Regions from separate parts of the Sus scrofa genome. Here regions 1 and 2 are each linked to region 3. The links are chromatin contacts, called in public Hi-C and HiChIP or PLAC-seq maps. All regions are on one chromosome and are shown on one strand. The core of a region is the stretch at or near the end of the contact, and the rest is flanking DNA. Distances in the headings are between cores, read along the strand shown.

The links. A called contact is a pair of places that touch in the nucleus more often than the background predicts. HiChIP or PLAC-seq counts read pairs in DNA pulled down with a chosen protein or histone mark.
Region 1: a contact with region 3 is called in an H3K27ac HiChIP or PLAC-seq map of skeletal muscle. The contact joins two enhancer-like sites. A contact is called at or near these places in 1 of 47 Hi-C or Micro-C datasets (mesenchymal stem cells) and 2 of 2 datasets of contacts at active chromatin or transcription factors (alveolar macrophages and skeletal muscle).
Region 2: a contact with region 3 is called in a Hi-C map of liver, with 1.6 times the contacts expected there. The contact joins two enhancer-like sites. A contact is called at or near these places in 3 of 47 Hi-C or Micro-C datasets (epiblast stem cells and liver).

Annotation. Positions count from the first base shown.
Region 1 is chr6:15,888,589-15,891,960 of Sscrofa11.1, reverse strand. The region is part of intron 1 of ZFHX3 (zinc finger homeobox protein 3); the gene reads left to right. Among named protein-coding and RNA genes, the nearest start is that of ZFHX3, 51 kb to the left of the region's middle. Within about 2 kb of position 1,675, at least 22 of the 83 cell types and tissues checked have an H3K27ac peak or open chromatin away from gene starts, as enhancers often do. A contact at or near this core is called in alveolar macrophages and skeletal muscle, where this site is marked.
Region 2 is chr6:15,919,772-15,923,263 of Sscrofa11.1, reverse strand. The region is part of intron 1 of ZFHX3 (zinc finger homeobox protein 3); the gene reads left to right. Among named protein-coding and RNA genes, the nearest start is that of ZFHX3, 20 kb to the left of the region's middle. Within about 2 kb of position 1,368, at least 5 of the 83 cell types and tissues checked have an H3K27ac peak or open chromatin away from gene starts, as enhancers often do. A contact at or near this core is called in liver, where this site is marked.
Region 3 is chr6:15,757,430-15,761,222 of Sscrofa11.1, reverse strand. All of the region lies in intron 4 of ZFHX3 (zinc finger homeobox protein 3), which reads left to right. Among named protein-coding and RNA genes, the nearest start is that of ZFHX3, 180 kb to the left of the region's middle. Within about 2 kb of position 1,747, at least 34 of the 83 cell types and tissues checked have an H3K27ac peak or open chromatin away from gene starts, as enhancers often do. A contact at or near this core is called in alveolar macrophages, liver and skeletal muscle, where this site is marked.

The DNA.
Region 1 (3,372 bases), core at 426-2,925, 130 kb before region 3:
AGGAATACAGGTTTGGGCTAGTTGTATTGGCTCAAATAAACATTAACTAGGGAGCCATTCGAATTTAAAATGTTCACCCACGCATCCCCTTCGCTCTGGCCAGCTGTGCCTGGAGGACACCCTGGAAAATAATGGTGTGAAAGACACTGGTCTGGGAATGTGAGTGCTTGTCTTCAAGGCCAGCATTGCTTTGTCATGAGATGTGAGATGGTGGGTGGGTGACTGTCCCTGCTTCTCTGAGCCTTGAAAGAGAGAAATCTGGTCTTCGTCAGATTTCATGCAAACGAAATGAGACCTCCCCTCTCTGTATGCATATGTGTGTAAAAATATTAATAACCAACACTTAGTAAGCCTTTACTGTGCTAAATCCTGCACTGTCTTATTAATCCTACAACCAGATGGGGCTAATATGATCTCTACACCCATCGTATGAGTGATGAACCCAGGGTGGGTTAAGAACTTGCAGCTTTTGGAGTTCTCATTGTGGTGGAGCAGAAATGAACCCAACTAGTATCTTTGAGGATTTGGGTTCGATCCCTGGCCTTGCTTCGTGCATTAAGGCTCTGGTGTTGCCTCCAGCTGCAGTGTAAGTTGCAGATGAGGCTCGGATCCTGAATCACTGTGGCTGTGCTATAGGCCAGCAGCTGCAGCTTTGATTCAACCCCTCGCCTGGGAACTTCCATATGCCACACCTGCAGCCCTAAAAAATAAGAAGATCTTACCCCTTTTAAGTGGCCTCTGTGCTGGCAGGCCAGCCCAGGACAGAGGCTTGTAGCCTGTTCTCTACCCTGTATAGGAGTTTTCTGTCATTGACCCACTTCAGGGTGTTTGCTTAGAGCCTCTGTCATACCTGCCCCTGGGGAGCAAGGATTAGATAAACACCGTTTGGAGTGAGCAGTGGAAAGAGGAGAGCCTTCAGGTCCGTGTGCGTGGATCTCTGAACTCCCGCTGCGGCCCTTGCATGGTCCTCAGTGCTGGTTTCCAGTCGTCCGTTCAGCCCTTCACTGGTTGGGACAGGCCTGGCCCTCACCGTGGCTCCCCTGCTTCAAATCAGGGCTGAGACAGCGTGTGGTCCACGGGGGCCTTGCGGGCAGGGGTACAGGGTGTCACGTTGATAAAGGGCCTGCAGCCCTTTGAGAACTCTGAGTCCAGTCTCGCTGCCGGTACAGGGCGTGTCCCTGGCCCCACAGGGGCTGACACTGCCAGGACCCAGGAGGACACTGTGCCATCCTGACCTCCGACCTAGCCGAGGGTCCGTGGGTGCTGGGAGCGCTCATGTCAGCCCCTCCCTCACCTTAAGTGGCACTGCTCTCCCGCTGCCCCAGTTGTGGTGCGGGGCTCTGTGCTCCCCCTTGGATACGCTGAGCAGGAAATGAGCCCCCGCACGTTTTCATTTGTATCCCAAACGTGCAGAAAGGAAAAGAACCCTGCGTATCTTTTAAGTGAGGGAAGCTTGGCCCAGGGTGGAGGCTTGGCGGGTGGGAGGGTACCCTTGAATGGACCTGAAGCCCAGTCGGGGGAGGGTTGGGTTTGGAGGTGGAGCAGGGCCTCTGGCTGGGATTCCTCTTCTTTTCCCGAGCACCCCCCCCCCGCCCCCGCCCGCCCGGCCTGTGTGTGAAGCGGGCCTTACAAAACTGCTTTGCTGAACTTCCACCCGCTGGGTGCTGACTCACACCACTTCCCCTCATATAACTTCACATTCATGTAATTAACATATAATTTGATACCTGGAAATTCATGCTGGGTGGAGCTGGAAAGGATTACTCAGCTTTTAGCAATTCAGGCTCTGGGGTTATGGAACGCCATGTGCTGTGTCCTGCTTCTCCTGTTACTACTAACTTGTTTTGCCAGCATTTCTCCCTTCTCTCCTGTGAACATGAGTGAAAATGATGAGACGGTGTGTGTGTGTGTGTGTGTGTGTGTTTTGTCTTTTTTGCCATTTCTTGGGCTGCTCCCATGGCATATGGAGGTTCCCAGGCTAGGGGTCTCATCAGACCCGCAGCCGCTGGCCTACACCACAGCCACAGCAACGCAGGATCCGAGCCACGTCTGCAACCTACCCCACAGCTCACAGCAACGCCGGATCCTTAACCCGCTGAGCAAGGCCAGGGATCAAACCCGCAACCTCATGGTTCCTAGTTGGATTCGTCCACCACTGAGCCACGGCAGGAACTCCTGTGTTTTTTTTTTTTTTTTTTTTAAATCACTTTAACAACAAAAGAGTTGTGGTCCGCCTGCCTCCCTAGTTAAAAATAACCCTCTTCTCCCATTGCCTGGTGGCATTTGGTGGTGCCATAGTTTATTTCATTGTTTCTCCATTAGGGCAGAGCCATCAGTATTTAAAAAATGCAGCCAGTACTCATCAGGGAAGAAGAACGATGAAAAATTAGGATGACTTTGCAATTTAAATGCAGAGTGTGTGCTGATGGTTATAAGGTTTGTTGGAGAAATTATTTACTGTGTTGACACATGTGTTAATATGGGGGATCACAGTGCTTAATATACATGATACCTGCCTATTGAAAGATAGAAAGCCTGGGCGAACTCTGACCTGGTGCTGTGAATCGGCGCAGTTGAAAGCCCATCCGAATATCTTGAAAATACATCTAAACGTCCACCGGCTTTGAAAGATGAAAATTCGTGTTGGGATGTGAACTCAGAGGAAGGAAAAGAGTGAATCCCTTGCACAGCCATGGCCACAGCTTCCTGAGCCCGTGAGTTCAGAAGAATCCAGAGGCCTGGTCCCAGGTACACACACTCTCACTAGTGAAGTACAGGGAAGGGGGGCGTGGGGAGGGCGCTCAGAGGCTGGCCATTCATTCCCTGCCCTGGATTGTGCTTGTGAGCCTTTCAGGGTTTGAGAACTTGACTTTGGAAAGCTTCTAAATTTGTTCCTAGTGGGTTGATTTATTTTGTTGAGGTCAAATTAGAGCTAATGGCCCTAATGGTTTACAATGCTCCTAAATGGTTCTTAGCACTTAGGCGGGCTTGGCTGGCCATCGTGGGCGGGTTTCCAAGTGTGGACCTTATCGTTCCGAGGGTATATTTTTTTTTGTCGGAGTTATTGTTTGAGAGCACAACTCCTATGTATGAGTGAGGTTAAAAGGTAAGGGCAGAATTCGTCACACTGCATATTCAACTTTCTCCTGGTATCAAGTCCAGGGATGTGTGTGTGAACCGGGGCCCCATGGGCACATGGAGCCGAGAGCCGGGCATCCGGCTGGGAGTTGAGTGGTCGATGACTGTCCTCTGCCGCTTTGCCTAGGAGTGGGTTGTCCATGAAATGCAGTCATAGCGAAGCCTTGGATTTCCTCCTGGCCTTCCTGGTTGCCAAGTAGCTCCTGGAAGAGTGGGTAACCGGGTTAAACTAAT
Region 2 (3,492 bases), core at 119-2,618, 160 kb before region 3:
GAGGAGGGAGGGGGGCCTCCAAACCCGGTGTGTGGTGCTCACTGCCTGGGGCGGTAGAACCCTGTTACCTTTCTGGATCCAAGCCTGACTGGCTGCACGTGGGTATGTTCCCTGGCTTTCGTCCTGGCGTGGTTCCTCTGCAATGACTGTCCCGCACCGTGATGGGCAGTGTTTTCTAGTGCCTGGTAGACTGAGGTCTGGACAGTGGAAAGGGAAAAACAGGAAGCCCGTTTGCCTAGTAGGAGGTTTTATTCCACGGCGCTTACATTCTGCCCCGCAAACATGGTCGGCCGACAGCTGTCTTTCCAGGGTCGAGGATGAGAAGCTAGAGCGTGAGGGGACTGGAGTTGTGCTTTCACAAAAGCCAAAAAGGGGAGTTCCTGTTTTGGCGCAGCGGAAACGAATCCGACTAGGAACCATGAGGTTGCGGGTTCTATCCCTGGCCTCGCTCAGTGGGTTAAGGATCTGGCATTTGCTGTGACTGTGGTGTAGGCCGGCAGTAACAGTTCCAACTAGACCCCTGACCTGGGAACCTCCATATGCCGCGGGTGCGGCCCTAAAAGGACAAAAGCCAAAAAAAAGAAAAAAAGAAAAAAAAATACCAAAAAGGAGAAGCTTGGAGAGGCCCTGCCCCATCCTGCTCCCCTCACCTGCTGTCAAGGTGCACCTGGCAGTGCAGACGGAGGGGGGAGGTGGGTGTGGCCCCTCCCGGTGTCAGAGAGTCTGTGCTGGCAAGGTCTGGCTATAAAATATTGGCCCCCGTGGCAGCCTGGCTCGGCAGTGTTGAGCGATGAGGAGTGCGGGGCAGCCGGCAGTGTATTAAACACTAGTTGAGCACAGGAGGGGCAGTATATCACCGGAGAGAGATAAGCAAAGTTCTCTGATAGTGGATCAATAAAGGTTAGTGACATCATATCTCAAAGTGAGGGAACCTGCTTTCTGCACAGCCATTTATCAGATCACAGCCTGGAAGGGCATTAACCCCTTTCTGGCCAGATTCCTTCTTACTGAGCACAGACCCAAACTCCTTCTTGGGGAGGGCGGGGCGTCCCTCACCCCAGCATTGTATTTAAGGACGCCTCGTGGGCTGATTTTGGAAATAAATGCCTTCTGCAGTTAGCACGTGCACCGTGTGCTTAGGGAAAGTTTCTTAACTTTGAAATTTGTGCAGAAAGTCCCATTAAAAGGCGGTGCTTCTGCCGAAGTCTAAAGACGCTGCCAGTGCACTGTGGGTGCAAAGCTGCGTTGCCTTTGGACGCTCAGGGGCTGGGGTTTGTGTTTGCTGTTGGTTGGTCAAGCAGTTTCATTGGACGAGATCATTACAGTTGTAATGAGCCTGAGAATGATCATGCGTTGTCCTTTGGGCCGTGTAGTGTTCTAGGTATTTACAAGTCTCCCAGTGGGCCAGGACTGGCAGACTACAGCCTGCAGGCCAGATCTGGCCCAGCGCCTGCTTTTGTTTGGTCTGTGAGCTGAGCATGGTTTTTACCCTTTTAAAAGGTGGGGGTGGGGGGTTCTAAAGAAGAATGATACTTTCTGACACATGAAAATATGCGAAAATCGTACTGTGTCCTTAAATAAGGTTCTATTGGAAAACAGCCGGGCTTGTTTGTTTAGTGTCCTGTCTGTGGTGGCGTACATGCCGCAGTGACAGAGCTGAGCAGTGGCAGCGGAGACTGGATGGCCCCACGAGGCCGAAAATATTTACCTTGCTCTTCACAGAAAAATGTTTGCCAACCTCTAGGCTAGCCTCTAACGGCAAACACACTGCCAACTAGCTGTGTGACCTTGGGTAAGTCACTCCACGTCTCTGTTTCTCTGGTCTTGGTGATAAAATCTTGTCCCTTGCCTACTCCAGGGTGTTCTAAAAGTCAAATGAAAATTGAGGAGAGATGGCTTTGAAAAATAGCTTGCTTGTCTGTGCGCCACGTTTCTTACTCAGTTAGCAGGCCCTCCAGTATGTCAGTCCGTCTGAGATTACCAGGCCCAGGGACTCGCCTCCTGGAAACTGGCAGCCGGGGCGATAGTGGGCGCTTGTCTCGCACGTGTGTCATTTTGGGTGAGGTTGGAGTTTCTTTGTCTCTCTGAAAACTTGAAGACAGACCTCTTCCCCGAGCGATCGTCTTCTGCCTTGCAAGGGAACATCAATTTTCCTCAGCGACTGCAGAGATTTTTATCCGTAAAGAGCTGGATCACTTTTCCTTCCTTCCCACCGGTGATTTATAGATGGGAGAGCAGGCCTTTTCCTGTAGGTCTCTGGCTGTTTATCTTTTAGGTTGGGCCCTGACAATGTGCTGGCTGGGATGTTCACATTGGCCAGGGCGATGGGGGGCGAGGTGCCCATTCCAGGGCCCCAGGGGGTGGGGTGGGGGGAGGAGGGGAGGCCGGAGAGTCCAGCCCAAAGCTCATGGGCTGAGGTCCAAGTGGAAAGTGTATTTTCATTGAGGAAGTGGAGGTATTAGTGGAGCCGGGATTACCGTGTGATTGTGCTGTCAATACTGCCGTATTGAGTCCGCGAGAGCCGGCACAATACGGGGAAACACTTAGCTCACTACTGCTGCTTATTGAGAAGCCAATAGCAATTTACTTGCTGACACTTGACATCAAATCCATTCGCAGAGGTGGAGCTCCTGCAAACGACCGTGGAGCTCCCACCCCTTCCCCGGGGGCCCTCCGGCCTTGGGGGTCCGCCAGTGCGCTGCCTCCTGGGGTGTGTTGGGGGACGTGGGGGGGTCGGAGTGGGGGAGGGATGGGGGGCTGCTCCTGTGAACTTTCAGAGCTGATGTCTTTGCCTCCTAATCGCGACGGGTCTTCTTTCAACAAGTGCTCTGCCACCCCCTCTTCATTCCTCCCTGAGCTGTGAGTTTTCTGCACGTGGGAACTTTCTCCTCCTCTTCTGCAGGCAAAAATTGGCTCCTTGAAGTCGATGCAGGAGGAGCTCATCTGTGGGAGGGCCGACGAGTGTCTGCAGGAGGTGGGCAGAGTCAGAGGGGAGGCGGGAGTATCCTGGGGAGCAGAGGGACCTCCTGGTACCCAGGGTCGGGGGCTGGGCCTCCTGGTGTCCACGCTCCGGGGGGGTGGAGGGAGACGGACATGTGATTCCAGAGCCGCTGGGATCGGGCCCAGCCGAACACCCTGTTCCTCCTGTGATTAGTTGTGTGGAGTCTGTCTGCAAAGTGTGCGGCTGCTTGATTTACAGTGTTTTCACTCCGACAGGTCATGCAAATGCCTTCCGAGCCTGGGTTCTCCTCCCGGCTCCCCGGTCAGGGGAACTGCATTCTGGGAGATGGAGCCTGTCACACAGGGATTTGGGGGTGTGACCAGGTCACAGCTCCCATTGGCTGTTCCGGCCTCGCTGAGCGCTGGCGCCACTGAGCTTTGTTCCCGCACCCCCTTGCCGCGGCGCCCAGTCCAAAGATTTTTTTTTTCTAGTGTGTCTTACATGGGTTTCTTTGCAACCACTTGTTGGCACTTGGGTGGAGGGAGACCGAG
Region 3 (3,793 bases), core at 498-2,997:
ATCAGCTCATCCCCTTCGCGGTGGCGTAAGTGGTCGCTAGTCACCGGCAGGGTCCCCCTCTGAATACATGGTTCTGCGGCCCCACCCTGCGAGGCATACCCCAGGCTTTTTGAAACAACCGACCCCAAAGACATGCTGGTGCCCAGCTGTGGCTTCACAGGGGTATTAGCGCCCTTGCAGTGACTTATCATAGGCATCTCCACGCACATTAGAATGTCACGTGTGTGTGTGAACTTACTGGTGATGACGGTGGGGCACTGTTCCTACATGATGAGTCCTTTCCGTGCTGGAGCTTGGGATTAAGACGCGTGGGCCGTGTTTTCATGCAGAGCCCGTCAGTTGGAGGCACCAAGGGAGCTGGATGCCATTGGGCAGGGAGGCAGGTGTGATTGTGGATCAGGCTCAGCGGCGGGGGGAGGGGGGTGTCTGAGGAGGCTTCCCCAGGTAAGAGAGGGTTGATGATGGTGGTTTGTGTTGTTAGGCTGCTCCCATCTTTGCCTGGAGTCTTGTCCAGTGTCCATCTGGAGACCTAATCATTTCTGTTGGTGGCTCATCTAGAAAACTACGGATTCCTCCAGGCCTCCCGTTTGCTCTAACAGCCCTGGCCCCTCTCACCTTTCCTTCTAGCTCACCTACCCTGATAGAGAAGAGCACTCTTGTCACCACCAGACCATGGAAAGGTGATTTTTCAGTGGGATGCTGGGGTGTGGGGGTTTTGAGTCTCGATAGTTGAGCCCTGAGTGGCAGAGAGGCCAGCTGGAGTTCGGATGAGAACCGGGAACTCTAAGGGAAGGCTGGCCTGACACGGCTGCGCCTCCTGCCTCTGAACAACCAGGGGAGCGAATGGCAGCCGCTGGCCAGGAATTGATTGCATTAATTGATATGCCAATAAGAGAGCTTGTTACATCCGCCATTGGTTAGGAGGCCAGCTAACAAGTCTGCTGATCAATGGCACCAATAAAGATTTCATCCATTAATGAGCAACATGGTAATTAATGTTATCCATAAACCAATTAGCCTGGCTGGCTAATGCGCCAGTTTGCACCGTGAGTGGCGGTGCCCAAAGTGGCCGGGCAACCGCCTGGTTCCGTGTGGAGTTGGGCCTTCCAGCGGGCTCCTGGGCCGCGACAGAGCCTGGGACTCCGGAGGATTACGCCACCGAAAGAGCAAGGGAGGCCCCCGTGGAGCACTGAGAGCCGAGGCGGAGGAGAGCTGGCAGATGGAGTCCTTGCTGGGCCCCAGGCTGGAGCACAGCTGTGCCCAGCTCGTCCCCAGTACCTGCTGGGAGGAGAGCCCGGCGCCCTCTCCCCTTCCAGCTCCTTCGGCTGCGCGGCTTTCCCATGCGCGTCTCTCAGGGGCTGTTAGGGGCGTAATGGAATGACTGAGTTCCCAGGTCACTCGGGTCCCAGCTGGGCACGCTCTCCCCAGGGACACCCCGTCCGTGGCTCACACGCACTGCCCTGCGCTCCTGGAGGGCGGGCCGAGGCCTCTTCTGGGAACCATGAACGGTCGCCTGGTGAGGTCATTAGCATCTTTCCAGCCCCCTACCTCCGTGTTTCAATAGGGAGGAAAATTTTGCGAGAAGAAAGAAAGAAGGCGAAACAGATGATTTGAAGCTCTGCCTTTTTCCTTCCCCCCCCTGGTTTTTTGCAATGACATCAGTGGGTTGTTTGCCAAGCATAACCTGGCAGCCTGGCGGCTCTGCCTGACTGCCTGAGATTTCTGGGCACCGTGCAGCTCGCCAGCTCCAGCCATGGCAGCATGCCAAGGTGACGTTCCGTGACTAAGCAGAAACGAGGGCGAGGGAGAGAGGGAGGAAGAAGGTATGTGTGGTTGGGGAGCCGGGGGAGACAGTGGTCCCGGGGCTGGGCGTGGCGTGGGGAGGCCACGGGGAGACGCGGAGGCACAGCCTGGGGCATCCGATCAAAAGGCCGGGTGACGGGAGAACCCTTGGCAGGCCAGGGAGTGTCTCTGTGGCACTGGGTGGGGGCGGGGAGAGGAGGGGCCGCATAGGGCAAGAGCCACAGCCCCAGCCTGGGAGGCGGCCAAAGGGGTCTGACTTTGGAACCGAATGAGCCAAAGCGAAGGTGACAGCCCTGAGGGCCTGGAACTATTGAGAAGGAGGCTTAGGGAAGCTTTTATCAGCATCAGGCCCGATACTCCTCAGCGGAGTTTCCTTTGCATTGTTAGGTATTGACCCTCAGAGACCCCTTGTGGATTCCCTAATTGAAAATTAATACTAGATCAATGCCATGGGCAATTTGCATATTGATCATAAACAACTTTGAAGGCACCGAGTGTGCGGCAGATCAATAGGGCTCCTGAATAGGCTGCAGAGGGAGCAGCTCCCAGTACAATGCACTCCGAGAAAGGTTAATGATTTGGGAAGTTCCTAACTGCTCAGCGCAGGGATGGGCCCCCACACCGCACAGCGTCCAAGAGCAATTAGTAGGGGCCTGAGCCGCCTCCCCGCCACCCCCGCCCCTCTGCCACCCAGCAGAGAGCGAGGAGGGTGGCTGTGCTGGAGTGAGGGAAGGGGCTGGCCACGAGTGTTTTATAGTTGCCTTTTTTGGCGATGGATGAAGTCTTGGGGCAGTTTATTCTGGGAAGTGTACTGTAAAAGGCAGCAGCCGAGTTAAGGCTCCCGTTCCTACTCTGGCCCCTTCCCCACAACACACTTCTCCCGAAGACTTGGGTGGAATGAAGTGGGGAGAGGTGACAGCCCCCTTTACCCAGCCACCTCCTCGGGCCTCCATCGCTGGTCACCTGAGTTGGTGTTGCCTTTAAGCAGTGATGGGCTTGGCTGCGTTTTACGTCCTGTCCCATTCACCTGCCACATTCTGGCTTTGTGCTTTCTTGTCCTGCTCTGGCATCGGGGCTTGTCTTACTGGTCCATCCCCAGCCCCCTGTGGAGCCCCAGCAGGCCTGGAAGGGGCTCCTCCAGGCAGCCCTCTTCACCTGCCCCCTGTTCCCTTCTTTTGTTCTCCTGCAGCCCCCACCCCCAAACACATGGGGGCCTGACCACTGATTCTGTCTCGGCCCTCCCAGGGTACTCTCAGATGGCTGGTCTGAGGACTCAAGGCAGCCTGAAGAGCCAGGTGATGCCCGCTCACCTGCACCTAGCTACTTGGCTCCAGCCCCGAGGCAGTGGAGGCTGGTGTGCCAGTGGTGGTCACTAGGGGGAGACACCTCTTAGGTGGTGGCGAGTGGGGCGGGACTTCTTTCCACAATACCCCCGACCTGCCCCCAAGTTCATCGGGCACTCAGAAGAGCTCACGTTACAATAGCTGCCCGGCCAAGGGCATGGAGCTTCTTTAGATGATTATATTTGCAAAGTGCATTGAAATTCATTTACATGGAAAGGCCATATGGTTTCAGAGAACGGATGTGCAGAATGGTTGGTGGCGAGTTTCTAGGTTGGAGCTGTGGCCCTTCTGTGCTTTGAGCCCATGGCCCCATCTTGGCACTGTCCCCTCACCTCCTCAGCGAGGTGCTTTGGCCCACGATGGTCGGATAGTACTAGTGGCGTATGGCTGTCAAGGCTGTCCACGTGCTGCCCGCATCAAGGGATGGTCCACGTTTCCTTTCTCCTCTTGGCATTTCCTCACCAGTGCCAGCTCCTCTCCACTGCCCGTAAAGGGAAAGGCTCATGGAGATGTTATCTTTATCTGCATTTATATATTATAGTACACCTGCTTGGAGAACTACAGTAGCCTGTTTGTGAGAAAGCCCTCCCAGGGCAGCTGGGTAAGCTGTGCCGGTTGCCGCCCCCCCACCCCCACCCCCGCCAGCC